Regions from separate parts of the Mus musculus genome. Here region 1 is linked to region 2. A link is a contact called in public Hi-C data. All regions are on one chromosome and are shown on one strand. The core of a region is the stretch at or near the end of the contact, and the rest is flanking DNA. Distances in the headings are between cores, read along the strand shown. Region 1 holds the start of Lpar1 (lysophosphatidic acid receptor 1). Region 2 overlaps Lpar1 (lysophosphatidic acid receptor 1).

The links. Hi-C and Micro-C count contacts between places; a contact is called where the count stands out from the background.
Region 1: a contact with region 2 is called in a Hi-C map of morula, with 3 times the contacts expected there. The contact joins the promoter of Lpar1 here to the enhancer-like site in region 2. A contact is called at or near these places in 1 of 39 promoter capture datasets (frontonasal cranial neural crest), 1 of 15 datasets of contacts at CTCF or cohesin (the NIH/3T3 cell line), 16 of 484 Hi-C or Micro-C datasets (the 3T3-L1 cell line, the HL-1 cell line, adipose-derived mesenchymal stem cells and 12 more), 6 of 115 datasets of contacts at active chromatin or transcription factors (embryonic limb bud, embryonic stem cells and neural progenitor cells) and 4 of 9 other capture datasets (adipose tissue, liver, macrophages and 1 more).

What each region holds. Positions count from the first base shown.
Region 1 is chr4:58,551,067-58,555,374 of GRCm38.p6, reverse strand. It overlaps Lpar1 (lysophosphatidic acid receptor 1), which reads left to right and starts at 2,082. Exons shown (of 4, transcript NM_172989.1): 1 at 2,082-2,241.
Region 2 is chr4:58,489,723-58,494,271 of GRCm38.p6, reverse strand. The region is part of intron 2 of Lpar1 (lysophosphatidic acid receptor 1); the gene reads left to right. Among named protein-coding and RNA genes, the nearest start is that of Mir3095, 51 kb to the right of the region's middle. Within about 2 kb of position 2,326, at least 15 of the 459 cell types and tissues checked have an H3K27ac peak or open chromatin away from gene starts, as enhancers often do. A contact at or near this core is called in morula, where this site is marked.

The DNA of each region.
Region 1 (4,308 bases), core at 833-3,332, 61 kb before region 2:
AAAACTTGATGGTTTCCTATTCATCTCAACTTCCTAATAGTTTAAGATCAACTATCATTATTTGTAATTAGGGAATGGTTTTTATATATGAGCTTATTTATTATTTTATGGATTTTGTACTGCTGGGGGTCAAGCTCAGGATCTTATACTTGCTAGGCAAGCACTGTATATACCTCAACAATACTTGCTACACAATTGTATATGTTTCTGTTTGTTGTTGAGAACAGAATTGGTGTTGGGTCTAATTTTTATATTTTAAGTAGATAACTATAAAACAAGTCATAAATTGATATAAAATGGATTTGGAAAGCAGAGTCTTTTTAAAAAGAGATTTGAATAGTTTCCCCCACAATTCTTCATCCTGTCTCAAGCTCCCCAGGGCTGAGATTGCAGGTAAAAGTCATCGTTGCTGCACAGAATGAACAAAATTCTTGAACAGAAATCTGCCTGCCTCTGCCTCCCAAGTGTGGGGATTAAAGGCGTGTGCTACCACCTCCCGGCTCAAAATTCTTAAAAGTAAACAGCTTTGGAGAATAAATAAACGACCAGCTTTACAGTTCAGTTTTGAGCACCGTGAAAAATCATGGACAGGAAATGGTCATGGTCCCATCAAGTCACAACCTGTTGAAAGCTTGGGAACTATCCAACCCCCAGTGTCTTATCTTATCAGCTCTGCCCATAGCTGCTAGGCAGCGACCTCTTTGTACGAAGCAAGGGGTTGTCCATCCACTCCCTCGCTGCCTTTCATTTTCTGTCAGCTACGGTGCCGCCAGCCAGTCCTGCTTTTCTGTGGTACTACAACCCTAGATGTCCCTCAGGCTTTTACTCCCAGGCATCTGCTTTTGATGTGTGGAGGACTCCGCTGTGGGTTGAGGCAGAAAATTCTGATGACTCAACACACCCTGGGGGCCTGGAGTGTGAAGCAGGTGGGTGAAGACCGGCTGGAGAGTCCTCTCTCTCTGTCCGCATCTACTACTGAGTGATGGTAAGGCTTCTGAGATGGAAGTCTCCAGAAAATGATTCTTAGGTCCTGCCTCCGCCTACACTTCCAGGTGTGCCTTCCCTGCCCTTAATTGCCCTATGAAAAATCTTAGTTTGCCCTTGGAAAGTTACACTCCTAGCTGAAGAGAAATTTATAATCATAGCTCTAGGGACACAAAGGCACGCTCGCTTTGATTTGCAATTGCAAAGCCAACTATTGCTTTTCTATGGCCTGAAGTACAGGGCTGTGCTGGTTGAAACTTTGTGTGCTGCCTGAAAAAGTTTAGAAACTCAACTCGGAGGAGGCCATACACCAAGTTCTCTCTCCCCCCCCCCCCTTTCTTTTCTTGTTTTCCCCAGGCTCTGTGATGGTTTCCAGGGCTTTTCAAATGAGGAGGGGACAGCAACAAAGCATGCACCATGCAGGGCGTCCACCAAAGCTCTGCAAGAGGCCTGGCGCTGGGGTGAGCACAGGAGGGGCCAGGGGTGACGGAGGTGGGTGTGTCTGCTGTGGAGGGTCAAGGGAGCGCCGCGAAGGTACTGAATGAAAAGCTTAGGCTCCCCTCACCCCCACCCCCTCCCCGACCTGCAGCAGCGCGGGAAGTTCAGTGAATGACTGGGGGAGGGGACCACAGGAGGCAGAGTCGCTGTGGGTGCCACGCAGGTAAGGAGAGCAGAGCGGCTTGGGAGGAAAGGCGCTTTGGGGTGCGGGGAGTTTCTGACTTGTGCTCTGTGGATGTGGCAGAAAGCGCCAGAAGGAGGAGAGGTAAGGAGGCTGGCACCCGTGCCTCTTCTGCTGCCTGCCTGTTCCTTGAGCCCGGGAAGTTGGAACTGGGCGGCAGTAAAGCCCCGGGAGTTGTGACTCTTGTCCTCCAGCACAGTGCTGCCCTCCGTAGGCTCCGGGTTGTGCTGGGGTGAGGCTTGGGTTGGGTTGGCCCGGCGGCTGCGTGAACTGCGGAGCTGGACCTAGCAGGTAAAGACACGGCGGCCGGGTGTCCCTTGGCGCGGCGCGGGTGGCGACCGCCCCGCCTCCCATCGGCGCGATCGGCTCGCACTGTCCCACCACCCGCCGCTTTGTAGCCGTGCGCGTGAGCGCCTGAGTGCGCGCGCCCGCGGGCCCGGAGTGGGTGGGTGTGCGCGCGTGTGTGAGGCCGCCTGCAGGAGGCGAGGCTGCCCTGGCCTCCCGCACCAGCCGGTGGAACTCAGCCCGGGAGGGAAGTCGCCGCAGCCGCCCGGGCGGCCCTCCCGACCTTTGGCCAGGTCAGTGCGCCCCAGGGTCCGTCCAAGTGACACGTAGGTGGCCTCCTGTTGCTTACCTGGATCGGGTTGGGGACGCGAGAGGGCTGGCAAGGGGCTCCCCAAGTTTATTGGTGCCGCGTCCCCGACGACTTAGATGGCTCGGGTGTCCGCGCGTCCCGCGCTCAGTTCACTGCTCACCAGAGACTTTGTCGTCCCTTGAGTTTAAGGAATTTAAACTGAAGTTTCCTTGAAGCCGCCCTAGGCTTAGTCTGTACCTGGGAAATGCAAGGCGGGGAAAAACCTGATTTTGCTTGAATGGGTTGATCGGCTGTTTGCTCCTGTAGGGAGGGAGACTTTACTGTGAATGGTTTTAAACTTTAGGCTTGTTTTTCTTTGCTGCCATTTGGTCTTTGATGTGAGGCACCCAGGGCTTGTTGCTGCTTCCAGGCTGGGGCCCTAGACTGTCTCTTTTCTCAGTCCTTTCTTCCTCGTCTCCCGTTTTCTTTCTTCCTTTCGCCTGTGTTTCTTCTTCTTCTTCTTTTTTTTTTCTTTTTAGTTGAAATCTTCGGAGCTTTCCTTCCATGTGGGTTTCCAGCGAGTACTGGCTTGTGAAAAGTTTTACTCTTAAGCTATACCCATCGTCAGAGATACCTATTGCTAACTGCAACTAGAAGAAGGTAGCTAGTTATTAAAGCGGAATCCTCTATTCGTTTCGACAGAGCTGCGTGCTTATCCTTTTGTGTAAGTGTCTTTTGCTCACCTAACATGACTATGAAGTCAGAAGTCCGGGTTTCAAAGTCTTAGAAAATGGAAGAACATAGTCTCTTTCAGATGGAATGAATACCAAGGAAGAGGAATCAACATTACGCTTAAGGCCCCGTGCACCACAGCCAGCTGCATTAAAACACAGCTGTAATAGCATCTAGTTTTTGCCCTTGGTTCCTCCAGATGCAACATCATGAATAATAATCACCAGGGCTCTAATATTTTTTAAAATTCTATTTTATTTTTCCTTTTCTTTGGTCTTGAGTGTGAATTTGAGGGAAAAAATGTAGAAAGAGAGGGAAGCAGTTTGAGGCGGAAAGGCTGAGAAGGGTGACTTGCAGAACCACATCAGAGCCTCCTTGTACACAGCGTCCCCTAGCGGTGTACCCTGAACGGGTTCTGGGCTCCTGGGCTTGGTGTCCTCATCAGGAAAATGAATGGGTAGGATGATCTTTGCTGTTTCAGCCATCTTCCCTGTAACTGGGAACTAAGGGTGGGTGATTCCTCCATGAGAGACTAGTTGAAGTTGAAGAAGGAAAATGAAGAAAAATTAGTCTTGTGGGGAAATGGGAGGGCAACAGAAAGAAGGTGGGATGAAAGAAACCCGTCAGGAGGGGGATGCTTGGAGAGAGGGACTTAAGTAGGAGTTGGCTTTCTCTAGCCTGCCTGCCTGCCTGCCTGGTTCCTTTCTTCCTTCCTTCCTTCCTTCCTTCCTTCCTTCCTTCCTTCCTTCCTTCCTCCCTCCCTCCCTCCCTCCCTCCCTCCCTCCCTGACTTCCTTTCTTTCCCCTCGAAAGAAAGCAATAATTTCTTCTCCTGCCAACCTTATTATTACAAACCTGCGAGGCTGCTTAAATCTGACATGAGGTCTAAGTGATCCTTGCGGTCTGGCCTCTACTAGGCACCACCTACCCACCCACCCTGCCCTTTGCATCTTCAGCTCAGGGGAGCTGCCACCATCCCCCAAAGCTCAGCGTCCCTGTGAATGATGGTAAAGAAATCACAGAAGAGAAAATTTAAGTGGCAGCATGTCAGAGACGTCTGTTTCTATTCAGAGTTAGTATTCTTCAGAACGTAACTTGATTTTGTTTTCCAGGTTCTGTTATAGGTGTTGGTTTTTACAGAATCTGTTGTTTGACCTAGTGGGACATCCAGGGGACGAATAAATCCTGGTTGCTGAGTCTTTGAGGACATAATAACATTCGGTCTGAAATTTGTGATTTTTTTTTTTAGGAAAAGGGATCTCTTCAGACACTTGGTGTAAAAATTTGTGCTCGGAACAGAACACACCATGCTGATTTCAGTGGGAAGTTACAAGTATTTG
Region 2 (4,549 bases), core at 1,077-3,576:
TATGGCTATCCTCATCAGGCTGTGATTTTTAGATTTGCTAATTTTTGCTGGGATGGAAATCTATTGGACCTTCCTATACATTATGCTCAGCCTTCTGATGCCCTGTGAGGAGAGTTTTCACGTGGCTTTGGCTGTCACGGTTTTCTCTCCTGGGGATCGCCTGTCCACATCTTTGCTCATGTTTTCTTCTGTTGGATTGTTCAGTTTTTCTCCTTTTTGATTGGTAAGGAATCTTTACTCCTCGATGTAAAGAGAATCTTCTCTATGTAAATTGCCAAACTTCCTACAAGTTTTTTTTTTTAACCATTCATTATAAGGTCTTTTATAGTACTGGGTTCTTAATTTTTTGATCAATTAAATTTGGTCAGTGTTTTGGTCTCATTTGGGAAAAAAAAATCTTCCCACTCTCCACAAGTTATAAATATACTTTTAAGAATTCTCATTTACATTTTTCAGATTAGTGTATATATAACAATATAATAAATATAATGTAATGAAATCTATATTATACATATAACACATGTAATACATACATACATACATATTAACATATTACCTCAAATGGGGTTCTGTGTATGATACTGGTTTATTTAGCCTGAATGAATTTCTGTGTATGACATAGGTAATATTTTTAAATGAATGAATAGTTATAGCATTGTCTTAGTTAATGAATAAATCCCCACTGCCCTATCAAGTTGCCATGTGTGGGTGTTGGTCTCTCTGGCCCATTCCATATCCTGCCTCAGGCTCCTGAGTACTGGGATTCCATTCCTGTTTGGGCAATTCCTTATTCCTATAATTGATTTTCCCAACGTGAAGCCACCCTTCCTGTTAGCAGCACTGTGTGTGAATTGATACTTTTTTCTAATCCATTATTTTACTAACATGGAGATTGTCAAGACTTCTAGCATCATTAATGGTTTTAGGTCAAATGCACTGTCTCAGACAAAGACAAAAGCCATTTCTGCTTCTCAGCAGCATTTAAAGCCACATCGCCAATGACCACGGTGGTCTGCTGTGGGGATAGCCCATTAACATTGGTTTGCAGTTCTTGCCCAGCTCAGAAAAGCATCTGAAAGATGCCTGCTATATTTACTCCTGCATGTCTCCAGTATTTTTAGTGGCTCTTATCATTCCTCCTCTTAGGCTCAACCCAGAATTCTCTGGAAATCCTCCAATGTGATGATGTGCTTAGCCTGTAGACAGGGGGCTTCATGAGATGAAGAGTACCCTCACTGACTGGTGATTAACTATTCTCCACAGATTCTTCACACACGTGTAAACATCTTATTATCCTGCACTGTTGCTTTATTAGAGGAACCACTTGATGCACTTTTTTTTTTTTTAGGTAAACTTTTAAGACATTTAGTTTGCATAGTCTTCAGTATCCTATGGACTCTAGGATTAAAGCTATCTTTTCGCTTGTATCAGTATTGTTTTGTGATCTTTAATCCCAATGAGAAGTCATCCTGCTTTTTCTTGTTTTTAATTTGAGGCTCTAAGAAGGATGAGAATTATTTTCCTGAGAATAAATTTAATAACATTTGAATAAATCCCATGCCGCTTCTTTTCTATCCTTATTGGGAGAAGTCTGTAGACTGATTGAGAAGGATAGAGCTCAACTATGGCCCCATTTAAAACGAGAGAACCAGGTCTTGGAGCCATTGCCTACCCTACTGAACACCATGTTAGGGGGCTGGGCATTAGAATCAGGATGACACGTGCTTCAAGAAGGCACATAGCCTCGAACCTACCGTTGCTTTAATAGAAATGGAACCATAAGATCCTGAGAAGGAGACAGGTGGCTCCCTGGAGCTCACTGGCCAGCCGGCCTAGCATATTTGGTCGAATCCAGGCCAGTGAAAGATCCTGTCTCAAAAGTCAAGGTGGGTGTCTCCTGCAGAACAGTACATGAGATTGATCTCTGGTGTCCACATGTATACACACACACACACACACACACACACGCGCGCGCGAATACTGGGACACACAGATTTATATGTACATACATATGCACACACAGAAGTGGAAAGCAGGTTGACCTCATTTATATCATATTGCTCATTCTTTACCCAGCATGGATTAAAGTTCCTGTAAAGTATGCCCGCGGAGTATATTATTTACATTCTTATCAGATTCCCTACTAAACCACACAGGTCTAATTAGTATTTTGTGTTTTATGCCAGGTGTTTGTTTTTCCTCTTTGCTAATGAGTGTGTAATTGCCTTGTGGGAGATTAAAAAGCAAGTCAAATGGACAGGGAGTGGCTCCAGCAGGCACTCAGGTGTATCACTGGGGTGCCCTTTGAAGGCACAGTGTTAAGCTGTATCCATGACTGACATTCCATAAATGCCTGGGAAGGTAGAGATGAGTTAGCAGAGGACAGAGAGATCTCAGACAGCTCCAGAACCACCCCTTTAGAGTTCAGGCTTGCCAGGTTGTTGTGACTCTGAACGAAGATCACAGATTGATTGGGCAAGGAACTTTCCAAGATGGGCGTCTGGTTTGCGGAGTAGCCACTGAGGTCCCAGAGTATACATTCGAGATGCGGTGGCCAGCGAGGGAGAAAAGGGTGTGAATGCAGACTTTCTGCCCCTGGGGGACATGTCATTAAAATAATTGTATCTGATCTGCATATTCATGCCCTATCCAGGGCAACATTTGAGAGCTTCTTATTCCACAAGGGTTTCTAGCTGTAGCGATTTAGATTTAGCATGGTTTCGTTCACTTACAAATATTGACTGAGCTTTGTCTGGAGTATATATTTGTTTTTGCCCCTATGTTCTATCAGGAAGTATTGGTTTCTTTTCTCGAAGTAAAAAAGAAACCGCTTAAAAACAATCTTAGGTGGAGTCATTGGGAAAATTTCAGTCTCTGCCTTGTTTGCTCTTTTCTCCAACACGACCAGCAGGAGACCAAGCGCTCATGTCTTCCTCAGCAGTGTGGAAAGTGAGCTTCGGATTTTTCAGATAGATTGTGTATGCCTCAGCGCATTTGAATAATTTTTGCAAGTTGTCACAGTTTAAACAGTAGGCTTAATATGTTTTGATTTCTTCCTCTTCCTCCTCCTCTTCTCTGCCTTTCAGGGTTCTTATCTGAAGAATAGAGAAAAGGAACAGACATTTGTTTACATTCCACTCCCCAGTCCCGAGCTCTTTCTGATACAATGATAGATTTATGCTGGTATTATTAAATTGTACTAACTGTAATTTTTATATTTAAGTTTTGACCATGGGAAAACAATCATGTCTTATGAATTTTATGGTCGCCCCAGCTTTTTATTGTTTGTTTTTTTCTTTTTTTCTGATTTCTGTTTTCTTTTCTTTTTTTTTTTTTTTTTTTGAGATAGTGTGTTTGTTTCACTGTGTAGTTGTGGCTGTCCTGGAACTCATGTAGACCAGGCTAGCCTTGAGCTCAGAGATCCGCCTCCCTCTGCCTCTCTAGTGCACTTGCAAGTGAGCACCCCCCCCCCCCCACGTATATTAGTTACTTTTCTTGTCATCATGGTAGAATTCCTAATAGAAACAATTTAAGGGAGGAAGGTTTATTCTGGCTCACAGGCCAGAGGTCACAGGCTGTCATGGCTAGAAAGGCAAGTTGGCAGGAGCATGAGGTGGCGGTCACATAGAGAAGTAGAGTTATAGCTGACCTGGCCTTCAACTCCTGGCCCCACCCCTATGTGAGCCCCACCCCTATGTGAGCCCCACCCCTATGTGAGCTCCAGTCCTATGTGAGCCCCACCCCTATGTGAGCCAGCTAAGTCTCACGTCCCTAAGAGTCTCTCCAAAATAGCACCACCAGCTGAAGACCAATTATCTAAAGGCCTGTGAGGCCGTCTATGGCTGTGGAATTCAAGGCTCCTTTAGGGTTTCTCTACACAGCAGGGTTTCGTATACCTTTGAGTTTTGTCCTAAAGCAGCGAGTCTCAACCTTCCTAGTTCTCTGACCCTTTAATACAGTTCTTCATGTTGTGCTGACCCCCAACCATAAAGTTTCTTTTGTTGCGGCTTCATACCTGTAATTTTGCTAGTGCTGTGCATCAAAATGTAAAGCTGTGACTTGTGACCCCTGTGGAAGGGTCTGCAGATCCCACAGGGGTATCACATGTTAAGAACCACCGTCCCAAGGATCTCACAGCAGAAGCACAGAGGAACTCTATCGGACTTGTTCTCTCCACCTTAACCATTTGCTGAACTTTGTTTTACTTTATGTTTCTGGAACCTTTTACCCACGAGATTCCAAAATCTCGTTAAGCTATAGGAACATTTTGTTTTAGCGTTGTTTTGAAATATATAGAAACATAAATCGGTAACGCACGGTCTTCTTAAGGAATCCCGTTTCTGTCGGCGAGTGGGGCTCTGCCTCTCCAGCTCTGCCCCAGCCCTTCTAGTATCTGCAGAATGACTAGCAGTTTGTTTTAATCCGTGCCTCCGTTTCCTTCTTGTTATCTCTGACTCTCTCATCAGATGCTGAGTGGATGTCTGTGATCTCTTTTATTTGGCATTTCTGTTCTCTAGAAATTTTATACTCTTTTTTTTTAATTCAGAAA